2 separate regions of the Drosophila melanogaster genome follow, and region 2 is linked to region 1. The links are chromatin contacts, called in public HiChIP or PLAC-seq maps. All regions are on one chromosome and are shown on one strand. Each heading gives the region's core, a stretch centred on a gene start, on an enhancer-like site or on the middle of the called end of the contact. The rest is flanking DNA. Distances are from core to core; before and after follow the strand shown.

Evidence for each region. HiChIP or PLAC-seq counts read pairs in DNA pulled down with a chosen protein or histone mark.
Region 2: a CP190 HiChIP or PLAC-seq map of the Kc167 cell line shows a contact between it and region 1, with 4 times the contacts expected there. The contact joins two enhancer-like sites. A contact is called at or near these places in 3 of 107 Hi-C or Micro-C datasets (the Kc167 cell line, the S2 cell line and wing imaginal disc) and 1 of 6 datasets of contacts at active chromatin or transcription factors (the Kc167 cell line).

What each region holds. Positions count from the first base shown.
Region 1 is chrX:21,172,805-21,178,601 of dm6, forward strand. No RefSeq gene overlaps it. Among named protein-coding and RNA genes, the nearest start is that of lncRNA:CR45506, 12 kb to the right of the region's middle. Within about 2 kb of position 2,302, at least 31 of the 39 cell types and tissues checked have an H3K27ac peak or open chromatin away from gene starts, as enhancers often do. A contact at or near this core is called in the Kc167 cell line, where this site is marked.
Region 2 is chrX:21,259,468-21,265,672 of dm6, forward strand. All of the region lies in intron 2 of Mnr (Membrane-bound Notch regulator), which reads right to left. Among named protein-coding and RNA genes, the nearest start is that of CG1722, 11 kb to the left of the region's middle. Within about 2 kb of position 4,499, at least 13 of the 39 cell types and tissues checked have an H3K27ac peak or open chromatin away from gene starts, as enhancers often do. A contact at or near this core is called in the Kc167 cell line, where this site is marked.

The sequences.
Region 1 (5,797 bases), core at 1,052-3,551:
CTTCTCCGCGGACATGCCCACCCAGACAGCAGTCACTGGATTAGATCGTAAAGATGAAGCTCAAAGAAGCTGGGGTCGGAAAAATCGAATTTTTGAAATTTGAAAGCTGGAATCGTTTGCCCATTTTTTGCCCATGTTTGCCCACCAATTAGTTTTTTTTGCCCACGTCCAGTTTTTGAGATATGAATTTTCGAAAAAGTTCGAAAATTTTCGAAAATCAAAAATTTCGCTTTTTTCAAATTTTTTTTTTTTTAAATCGCAATAACATCGTTTGCCCACGTTTGCCCACCCTTTCGAATTTTGAAAAAATTTATACTTTAGAAAATATAAGGCTTTTAAGTTTACCTCGGTCTAATCAGAGAGTAAATCGTTTGCCCATCTCTTAAAACCAAATATTATCAACAAAAAACGTTTGCCCAACCATTATTATTAGTTTTTATCGTTTGCCCACCCTTTAAAAAACCTTTAACAAAAATTTTTTTTCGATTGCCCACATTTAAAATATACCCAATTTCGGTTGCCCACCCTTTAAAATTTGTTTTTTTCGTTTGCCCACTCTTAAAACTAAATAATTTCGATTGCCCACCTTTTAAAACTAAATAATTTCGTTTGCCCATCCTTTAAAATTCATTTTTAACGTTTGCCCACCCTTTAAAAATAAATTATTTCGTTTGCCCACCCTTTAAAAATAAATTATTTCGTTTGCCCACCCTTTTTAAATAAATTATTTCGTTTGCCCACCCTTTAAAAATAAATTATTTCGTTTGCCCACCCTTTTTAAAGGGTGATAATATTTGGTTTTAAGAGATGGGCAAACGATTTACTCTCTGATTAGACCGAGGTAAACTTAAAAGCCTTATATTTTCTAAAGTATACATTTTTTCAAAATTCTAAAGGGTGGGCAAACGTGGGCAAACGATGTTATTGCGATTTAAAAAAAAAAAAATTTGAAAAAAGCGAAATTTTTGATTTTCGAAAATTTTCGAACTTTTTCGAAAATTCATATCTCAAAAACTGGACGTGGGCAAAAAAAACTAATTGGTGGGCAAAAAATGGGCAAACGATTCCAGCTTTCAAATTTCAAAAATTCGATTTTTCCGACCCCAGCTTCTTTGAGCTTAAAGATGACAGCATTATCGAGGCCTCGGACGCACTGCAAGAGTACTTGGACGCATTCCAGAATTGGGCAGAGTTGTTGAACATTTGCATTCATGCTGATAAATGTGCAAGCGTCACCTTCACAAAGCGCATAGGTAGTTGCCATTGTGTCTCACTTAAAGAAAGAGTGCTTGACCACATCATACTAGTATCTTGGAGTGATTTTAGATAGAAGTAAAATCATGGAAATCACGGAAATCATGTCACGGCGATAGAGCAGTCCTTTAAAAATAAGGTTTCTAAAATGTCCTGGTTAATTGCTGTCCGCAAAAAGCTTTCCCTCGTCAAAAAAGTTAAAATCATCAAGATCATATTAGCTTCTGGTCTATTATATACCATACAGGTGTATGGAATCGCTGCCAAAACGCACCTGAATAAAATTCGGGTTCTTTAGGCAAAAACTCGAAGGAAGATCACAGGCGCTCCTTGGTACATGAGGACCAGAGATATCGAACGTGATCTGAATGTGACAAAAATTGGAGACAGGATTTAGGAAATAGCGAAAAACTACAATGACAGACTAGAATCTCATCCTAATAGTCTAACTAGACGACTAAGTAAAGCCATCGGACAAGTACGAGAAGAAGATTGAAACTCCACCACCCCCAAGACCTGACTGACCGGGCCTTGACAAAAATCCTACTTAATTAAAATCTTCTAAATAATACTGCCTAAACATTCCATTTCTCTAATGCTCTTACTCATCTTTGTAAATAACTTAAATATTAAGAATCGTTAATGTTAATACCGATTAGACTAAGTTGCCTAAGAAGGGTAATAGTACGCTAGTCAATTAAATTAAATAATTTCGTTTTTAAAAAAAAAGAAGATCAATTGTGCTCGGCAACACACGCAGCTGAACAACTTGAAAAGGTGAAATTAGTTTTCGCCGCAATAGCCCATAGACAAGTCCAGAATACTGGCACATACAGTAAATAGTGACCCCCCAATCAATCAGTGAAATCATTGTGAAACCTAAACAATTTCAATAAAAAAAAATGACTGTAAATTTATTCGAGATGGGGCTCCGCTACCCAGCAGCCACGCGGTCGCACAAACAGTTGTTGTTGAGCTTAAAGCTTAAACTATCCCATGGTTCAAGTCTTGGCTAGAACCCTGGTGATTTAATGCATACTTCCAGGCTTGCCTGAAAATTGTTAAGTTCAGTTTTTGTGATCATCGTGTCGATCGCCTCTCTAGTGCTTAGAGTGTTGGCGTGTTCGGCAGGCATACCTTTGTCAATGTACGAGGCTTCGAGAGGCTTTCGCAAACTATCAACTTCGGTAGGTCGCTGTTTTACCCTTTTGTTATCCTACTTAGGATTATTATAGTGTCTAGCTAAAGCGTGCACCCACCAGTACAGGTTCCCTTGCCTTCCATCAATTTATTTCGATACACGTTACACTGCCAGGCCACCTTTCTTCAGGACGCGCGGTCCTTCGCTTCCGTCCTCTGCAGTTCTTCCTGCCTCTGCCTCTCTATTTTTGCGCCTGGTCCCTTGCCCGTTGAAGGGTCACGTGCATGGCCGGTCGCTGCTGCATCCGGATCCGGAGCGTTTAGGCGTCGTCATATTCCCTCCGTGCTGCCAAGCGGTCGGGCTGCGGGGTCCTTATAGCCTCCAGCCTGCGGAGCCTGACATTCGCGTCCGCCATGACGCCACACGCAGGATCCGGTCTGCAGTCGGGCCCTGCCCAGCCTCCATCTCCATTTTTGGAGTGCTGCTTGCCCAGTACCAAGAAGAGCGCGCATTAGAACGACGTTGTTTTTATAACCGATACTTGTATAGTAAAAGGGTATTAGATTCGTTGAAAAGTATGTAAAAGGCAGGAAGGAAGTATATATATCTTGATCAGGATGTCCGTATGAACGTCGAGATTTCAGGAACTAGAAGGTTGAGATTCAACATACAGATTCTAGAGTCAAAAAGACGCAGCGCAAGCCCAGTGTTACCACTCCCACTCTAACGCTCACAAACCGCACTAAGCTGCCACGCCGGCACTTTTAAAAAATGTTTTGATATTTTTTGACATTTATATTAGTATCGCAAATTTTAGTGAGATTCCATGTAAGTATTTGTTGGATTATAAAGAAGACCACAACGTTTGGTTGCTTGAGAGAGACTGAGTTTATTTCATAGTATGTTCGTATGTAACTTAAACAGAGTTGCAAGGAAGTTTTTTTCCTTTCATATACATTTTTTATTGCCAAATCAACACTCCTCCTCAATGCTTATATGTATTAGAGAGCTGTGCATAACACCATTCCCTTTCTTTTGCAATTAGAGTATTCATTCGTTTTACTGCGTATTTAGAATACATGCCATTCAGTTGGACCCGTTCTCTTTGCGTTCACTTCGTATGTATTCGGACTTTTAGGCGTCCGATCGAAATGAACTAACTAAATGTGTTCAAAGAATGAATGAAGCGAATGAATTTTCAATGGTAATTCAGAGTACTCTGAATTCAATGAATGTTGTCATTGGGTAAAATGAGTTCGTACAGCTCGCAGGTAAGTCAAATTTTGTGTTTTATTATGTTTATGTGTATTATTATGTGCGTGTGCGTCTTATTTAATAATATTGTAGCATTTGTCAAAAATGCATATATACATAAATTATTTAACGATATTGTCAAACTGTCCATGTGTTGTCAATTACAAATATTTAAAATAGAATAGTAATAAAAATATTAGAATCGTTCGTATAGCTAACGTCAGGCGACCTATTGTTTATCGAGGCTTGGTGGAACGATCATAAAAATATGTTCCCAAACTTATATAAAACCAGTTGCAACATTTTTTGCATACCAGGAAAAAGCGCTGCCTCTGAAAGAGCATTTTCAGACGTTCGAAATTTAATAACAGACAAACGTTCTGCCATCTCTCTAAATTCAGAGAATATTAATAAAATAATGTTTCTTCATAATAATATTGAAAATTAAAAATTAGTTTATTTATAAAATAAGAATATAATGTATAATCATTTAAGTAAAATTAAATAATAATATAAAAACACTAACTCAGCCATAACTGTCTTTTATTGAAACTAACACGCACATAGTATGTGCGTATGTGCACATACGCAGACAAGACATTCGAATCACCCATTCACTTTACTCGGACTTCACTTCGTTCGTTTCAGAATGTGCCGATCGAATTGAATGAATTGAAGTCGGCAACGATCGCGTATAAATGGACGATCATTTGCGAAACGAGCCGAATTCACTTTGTTCATTTCAGCACGACTGTTGTTTTGAATGGTTTGAATGGTGTTATGCAGTCCTCTAATACATATGTATACAATTATTTTAATCCGAGCAATACAATACATTTAAAATGGTTTACTTTTGACAAACTATTTGTCAATAATTCTGCTATCATATTATTATTATCATTTATTATTCGACTTACGGTAGGAATATTAAAATCTTATAAAGATACCACGGACGTTAGGTCCGCAGGTGGCATGCACGATTCATAATGCCCCTGTGGTATTATGCCTACGTACTCAATCAAAAACTTCCGTGTGCTCTTTAGTCCTTGTACGCTCACCGAGATTGCCAGTCCAGGTATGACTTCGATGAGTAGGATGTGTGGCCAGGTCGCACTCCCTTCCTTCAGTGTAGGCCATGATGACTCCTCCTTCCACCCTTTAATCGCCTTTTACGACAAGCCGGGAACGCTGAGGTAGTATTCTTCACCCGCCACCACACAGGATACCTGTTTGGGCAGAGCCACCCACTCTTTTGACCATCTCGTCTGATCGGACTCGCTTCATCATATTAATGATTAGGCTGTGTCCCAGCTCCCATGCCTCGCTGTTCGACATCATGGCGAACCTAAGAGCGTTCTTAGCTGCTCCCTTTCCACCCCGCAAACATGGAGCAGTGCATTAGCACAGTGCGTCATCCCCCATTAGGCCGAGAGCCTTGATCTTCAGATCAATTGGGGACAAGCCTGCCAGAGCTAGTGCCGCGTCTTCGGATATAGCCTTGAATCCTCTAATGAGCCTGAGGGCCATGGACCGCTCCTTTCAGGTATGAACCCCTGCAGGCGTAAGAATTTACAGGCGTAAATCATAGAGTTTCCGTAGGAATCCTAAAAATTAAAGTGTGAACAGGTTTGGAAGGCAATCCGACCCACCCCATCGCCGAAAAATCGAAGGCACCCGAGGATTCCTTTCGCCAATATTCCTAACATAGTAGAAAAGTGAGATCCCGAATCACCCGCAAGTGTCGAGAATTATTTATACCTCTGCTTCTCTTTCTTAGTCAACCATTACAACTTGCTGTATACCAGTTTTATTAAAACATAAAATGTCGGTTCTAAGGAAGACCATATCAAGTAACTGCGATAGGAATTATATTTTATTACTCGAAGGGTATATGAGCTTCGGCTTGCCGTTAGCTTCCTTTCTTGGTCTCATTGATTTTTCTGCTCCCCATTTGACGCTTTTACAGCAGCCCACCGTTATTCGAGTTTCACGGATACTGAGCAATCAATGTCAACTAGGGGACTTTGGAATCCCCTAACCCTCGGCCACGCCTCCTGTCGTATCACCTCCTTTGGCGGGCCTAAGACGCCACTCAATCACACCCCCAACTCGCGGAAATGCCCAAGAATATTTGAAATATTTTTTTTT
Region 2 (6,205 bases), core at 3,249-5,748, 89 kb after region 1:
TTATTCTTTTTGGCCCGGCTTAGTCCGGGGAAGTGAAACGAACCGAAATGAAGATGAAAGAATCTGCACTCACCTGCAATGACAGAGAAAAGGATTTTTTGAATTTTTTGTTAGTTTTAATGCACTTTGGGGTAGCTAAGGGTAAATATGTCCCAGAACTTCGGAGCCAATTTAATCAGAGAACCCAAAACTCAGCAAGCAATCGAAATAACTGAAAATTATACTTAATCTACAATTATTAAACCTTAAAAACTGAAATCCAATGATCGCATCAATTATGGTTATAATCACTTAGTTTAATTACAATAATCTTATATCTTACTTTTATGTTCCTTAAACTGAAATTCGAAGCACTTCTGAAAATAAAACCACAAATCCCTACGGCACTCGTTTGATTAATACCGTCAACACTTAGGCACATTTTGCATCTCAGAAACGCATCGAATCAATCATCATCGATAATCCTTTGCCCGAGTTGAATGTCCTCGCAGTGTGTTGCACTTAATCAAATCAAAAAGCATTCCATTTTCTTAATTTGGATTGATTCCCTCGCACCTATTTCTCAATTGTCAGTGATTCCATGTGGGTATGGGTATTAAGCATAAGCCAAAATAAGATCAGAGTGAATTTTTATCTCACAGAATAATAATATAATGTTTAAAATGCTAAAAACAAAATAATATTAATAAAAAAATATAAATAAATATAAATATTTAAAAATTAATACTCGTTTCCTGATAAAAATCAACAGATCTATTTCTCTCTTCATTCCCTAAGCATTTAATTCACGTCTCTGTCCATTTTCCTGGGTATCAAACTATCGAGAGGAGGTTAAGTTCTTGCCTGCACTGCTGAGTGAATAAAGAGCTTGGATTTGTTTTCCCCGCCACTTTTCCACATATGGAGTGCGGAAAAATTGTGGCAGGATAATGGGGCAGCCGCAAGGGGTTGGAGTTCAAGCCCGGACGCATTTGGCCTGGCCCACGACGAGGACTCAACATTTTAATTGCCTCGATGGGAGAGCGTAGTCTTCCACTCCGCACGACTTCCAATTTTCAACTCGAAAACTCCAATTTCGTGTGCAATTTTCTTGGGTCTGCCGGAGGAAAATGCAGAAGGTAGCCGGGTGCCATATAAAAAAAACATAGGAAAGGCTAAACGACTTGCCTGATAACTCGCTAAGCCGCAAAACGTTCCGCAGTTCGTTTCAGTTGTTTTTATCCCGTACCATTGTCCTCTGTCCTCGCCATCTTACCCCCTGTTTTCCCCCTGTTTTCCCCCTATTTTCCGCACCCCGCCCACTCACGCCTCAGCAGTTTGTCCCTCAACTAATCCGCCTCAAAATTTATTTGCTTAATTTCATTTGTTGGCTGCAACTTTTCGGGGGTCAGAGGACAAGAACTGAACTGAAGCGGAGCTTTGCGGACGTGCGGTAATGTTTTGGCTTAAGCTCTCTTCTTCTTTCACCTTCCACCTTCCACCTTCCACCCGTCTCTTTCGCAGCCCTCATCGCTCTCTCTCTCTCTTTCGCATTTTCCCCAACTGGTCAGTGGCCAAAAACCAACATAAATATTCAGTGCCAGTGTATAAATCAGGTCTGCATTCGCCAGTGGAGCACAAGAGATTTCTTATGTAACAATGGATCGAGGAAGTACAATAGTACTCAAGATCACCAAACATTATTATTATTAATTTAAAATTTATAATTAATTAATTTACATTAGCTTAGCTCAACTCTCAAATAATACCGTATTCTCGTTCTTCGCCACGAAAAAGCTTTCAACGGTGCCTTAAATTTCGCTTACACATCGTACAGTTTCCATTTTCCTGGTGAAATACTGAAATTTTCATTTCATTGCCATGCGCCCGCCTAAAACTATTTTCGCCCAACGGAGGATCCTCGCTGGCAGAGACATGGGAACGCATCTTCATTATTTAATTTTCCGCGCATCGGCGGCAGCTTCGGCCTCGCGGAAAACCCTCGGAAAAGTCCTTGCGAAAATTCCTGCCTTCGTTTCAATTAATTTTCGCGACATTGATGCGCCGTGGCAGCCCGTAGAAGCTGCTACCCCAGCGAAGATGTGTGCTGTCCTCTCTCCCGTAATTTCAGCCAGTCCCCTGCGTTTCCCGCTGCAATTTTCCCAGTCCTGCTGAATTTTCCCAGCCCCCTTTTGAGATTGCCGCAAAAACTCCTTGACGCCCGCGTTTGTTGCCATCGCAAGCTTAAAACATTTTTGCCCGGCGCGTTTTTAATTAATTTAAAGTTATTTTGCCTGTCGCCAGCCACTCCCCCTTTTCGTATACGCCTTTATTAAATCCGTCGGCATTGCGTTTTAATTGAAATCTGCTTGTTGCTCAATAAATTTACATAAATATCGTAATGGCTTCAAAGAGACAGAGAGAGAGAGAGAGAGAGAGAGTGAGAGAGTGAGAGAGACCGGCTGTTTGATGCGGGAAAATGCCGAGGATTCCGGACTATCTTCCATGATTTCTGATTAGCCCGCTCAACGGCAGGATCCGCAAGTTTTTGGGGGCAGGGATAGATGCAATATCCGCAGACGGGAATCCCCAGCTACTCCGGCGGCAGCAGCTGCATCTGGCATAATTAATATTTCCTCTCGCCTCCGGTGAAATGCGAAATGGAAAATTGGGGGGGAAATTCAGACGGAGTTGGCAGGACCAACAGAAATAAGCTTTTTTCAAATGCTTCAATTGCAGCCTAACTTTCAAAAATATATTCGAATAAAACCTAAGCTTTGGTTAAAATCATATTCACCATCGCACTAATTTTATAGTAAGTATATTACGGCTTTAAATATTTCGATTTAGATACAAGAACATTTTTAAGCAGCGTCTCTTAGCTTAATGTAGTTTTCACTGGAGAAAAACTTAAGCATAGATTAATCAACGCGCACTCCTTGCACATTTCTCGGCTCAAGTTGACTTAGAAGTTCATTTGCGAACTCACTTCAACTTGGGGGATACGAACCATTTGCCTATTTCGAAATGAAAGTTTTGAACATCCGAACACGAGTTTTCCATTTCGGACTTGCACAAATCTGAGTTCGGATCAGTTTATACAAATTTTATTCGGTTTGTTTTTTTCCAGTTTTCCGTTTTCTGTGCTCTTTTGCCGGCCTCTCTATTTGTGTTTATGTGTATTTCTGTGTTGCTGTGTATTTGTTTGTCTGCTTGTTTGTTTGTTTGTTTGATGTCAACATGGCCTAGGCATATGAGCAGCAGCAACTGGAGCTGTGCACTGCCAAGTGGCAAGTGCATCCTGGCATGTCCTCCTCTAAATTCAGGGCCCCATTCCGGCTCCCTCTGCCTTCATTAGCCTTTGGCAGCAAGTCAGAGGCGCCCTGTATTTACCAGTACGAGTATCTGTGTGTAACTACTGTGCATCTGTGTGCGCTCAACAAAGACCCTTTTGTGCGATACACAGCCGCACCACTACACGTACATACATCGCATCTATGCTGCCGTAGTGCCTCATAGCCGCACGGACATGGCATTGACTTTTGTCTCGTCCTGCGAGCCAGAATTGTTGCCATTTTCTATTGATTGCCCTGTAGCAGCTTTAACTGCAGCCTATGCAATCGCAGAGGTAAGACCACGATCTATGGAAAACAGGGCTCGATGCTTATTTAATTAAATTAATTAATTAATTAGTTAAGGGGCATGGGATCCCAAAACGATTATTATTGATTGGCACAGAAATACACCGTGTGTACGCTGTACTTTAATGAAAGAAGAAATGAAAATCAGAATACATATTCTTTTACGTCATATTCGTCAGACTGAGATCGCGTTTTTTTTTTTCGATAGAAATACTTTGCCCTTTAACCTTTAGTTTCGCTATTGAATTTGATAACATGTTTGTATTCAAATGGTACCACGTGATGTTTTGATTCAATTCAATTATTATACTTGACATAACGGCAATATATCCACACAATGAAGTTTTAGAGTCAAGTACCGCGACTATTAGATACGCGTTACTCAAAATGCAAAGAAAGTTGAGATATACAACAAGCAGCAAATCGAACTACTGTGTTGGATGCATTTCTTTTCGCTTACTCCGCGCTCTTTCAAGGGATCTAGGTTAACTCTACTCTTCGAGTGAAGAGTATAGCATTGGTTTTTCGCAATTTAAAAAACTGTATTAGCTGTATTAGAACATTATCAGCTTAGAAAAAGTCAAGCTCTAGCTGGGCAAGGCAAGGCATCAGCTTTTATTTAATAAATAAAGTTCTACTCCATTTCCTGGCCTGCCATTTGTGTTTGTATAGGTTTAACTGTGGCTGACAGCTCGCTGTTTGCATGTGTGTGGGTATGTATGGTGTGCGGGTGTCTGTGAGTGGGCTTTGCATTAAAGTCATCACAAGGCAATCTAATTTGAAGAAAGCGCCGCAAAGTCTGCAACAGAAGGCAGCAGCACATGCAATGCCAACTCGCATGTCACCCGACGAATTTCGGCGAGGAATGAGAGGAATGTCGCGGGAAAGGTCGTGAAGGAGGGGAGCCGGGAAAAGGCAGGGAAACGCGGCGGCAACGCTAAGGCCCGAATGGCGGCGATGCCACACACGTTTAAACATAATAATTCTCAATTTCGTCAGCGATATCAATGGCAGCGGCAGCAGCAGCAGCGCGACAGGAAAAGCATGCACACATCAACATAAACTGGCGTTTTTTGTTTGAAATTGAGCACACGAGCACCCGAAAAAATAGAGTCTAACTTATTCGCATAGCAGTGGTCACAATAATAGGAGCTGTACGTTGGAGTTGTCAATCAAAAAGGGGGAAAAAAACTTGTTCAAGCCAATAAAAAATTTTAGCATTTGTAGAAATCATTTCGAAGACAATGCCTCAAATCAAAAGCTGTGCACTTGAAATAGTGTTTCCCTATTATTATTATTCATTCATACATAAAAAGCGAGCCATAGCAGAAGGCGGAAAAAAAAAAAGAAAATCAAGCAAACGAAGAAAAATTCGGCGGCAAGAAAAACTCAAACGACATGCGGAAATCATGTCAGATGAAGCAGCAGCAGTCGCTGCAGTCGGAAAAAGTAAAATTACACACAGACTCCGGCAAAATATATGGAGGCCCACTCACACATATGCCAGCCCGCCATCCACATACACACACACACACACACACACTTATGCAGAGCGGAAACGGAAAGAGTTGTACATGTTTGATGGCAGGGCTGCAACTGCAACTGCAGTTTAGAGTGCGCATAGAGCGCAAACACTGTACGGTGGACTTTTACGGACAGACTTTTTGAAAATCCTTAAATTATTTCGCCCTTAACTTTGGGACTCACTAAATATCTCATTTGTACGCCATTATGAAGTTAGTTACTTTATATTAAAGCGCATTCAATGCCCTTGACGAGTAATCTTGTTTTTAAAATATCCATTATGTGCTTGACCCAATTGCCGACATAAGCACCCAGGAAATGTATCAGGTTCGTCCAGTATTTTGCTCAATTTTTCAGCTTTCACAAACATTCGATATGGCATCTGGAACAAAACCGCAAGCACCGCAGGGATTATCGAGCACAAACGGTTACATCCACACACACTCGAGGACATTAAAGTGCGCACTTGCACTGCAATTGATCCCACTGTGCGGCATTGTCATTACTATTTGCGCTCGTTTAGGGCTTCTGATGCTTCAGATGCTGCTCCGACTATAAGTGCATGGTAATGTTTTAAAAACGCGACACAGACGCCTGACGATAACAGCCAACGATTCGGTGAGGAGGGGAGGGGCGTGCAAAATTAAGGGGGGAAATCGTGGGGCGACGAAAACTGACGGGGCTGAAGAGCGGACGAACCGATGGGCGGACGAACCGATGGGCGGACGAACCGATGGGCGGATGGGGGCAACCCACAAGCAATGCCATATCAATTTTCAATTTCCAGCGAGCCAGCAACTGTCAGGGTGTCAGGGACAGAGGAACGGAACGAAACGGAACGGACCGACCAGACGGCCATTCAAGCCGACAGCTAATGCCTACACTGGCCGAAAAAGTGGCCAGCATTCGGGCTAGATTCCAGATTCCAGCCCTACGAATTCAGTAAAATTGATAAGAACACGATCATTAAATATTCGTTTACAAATTCCAAACGACTTCCGAATAAGTTTTCTAGAAATATATTTTTATTGTTGACAAATGTTCATTACGAAAAAAATTTC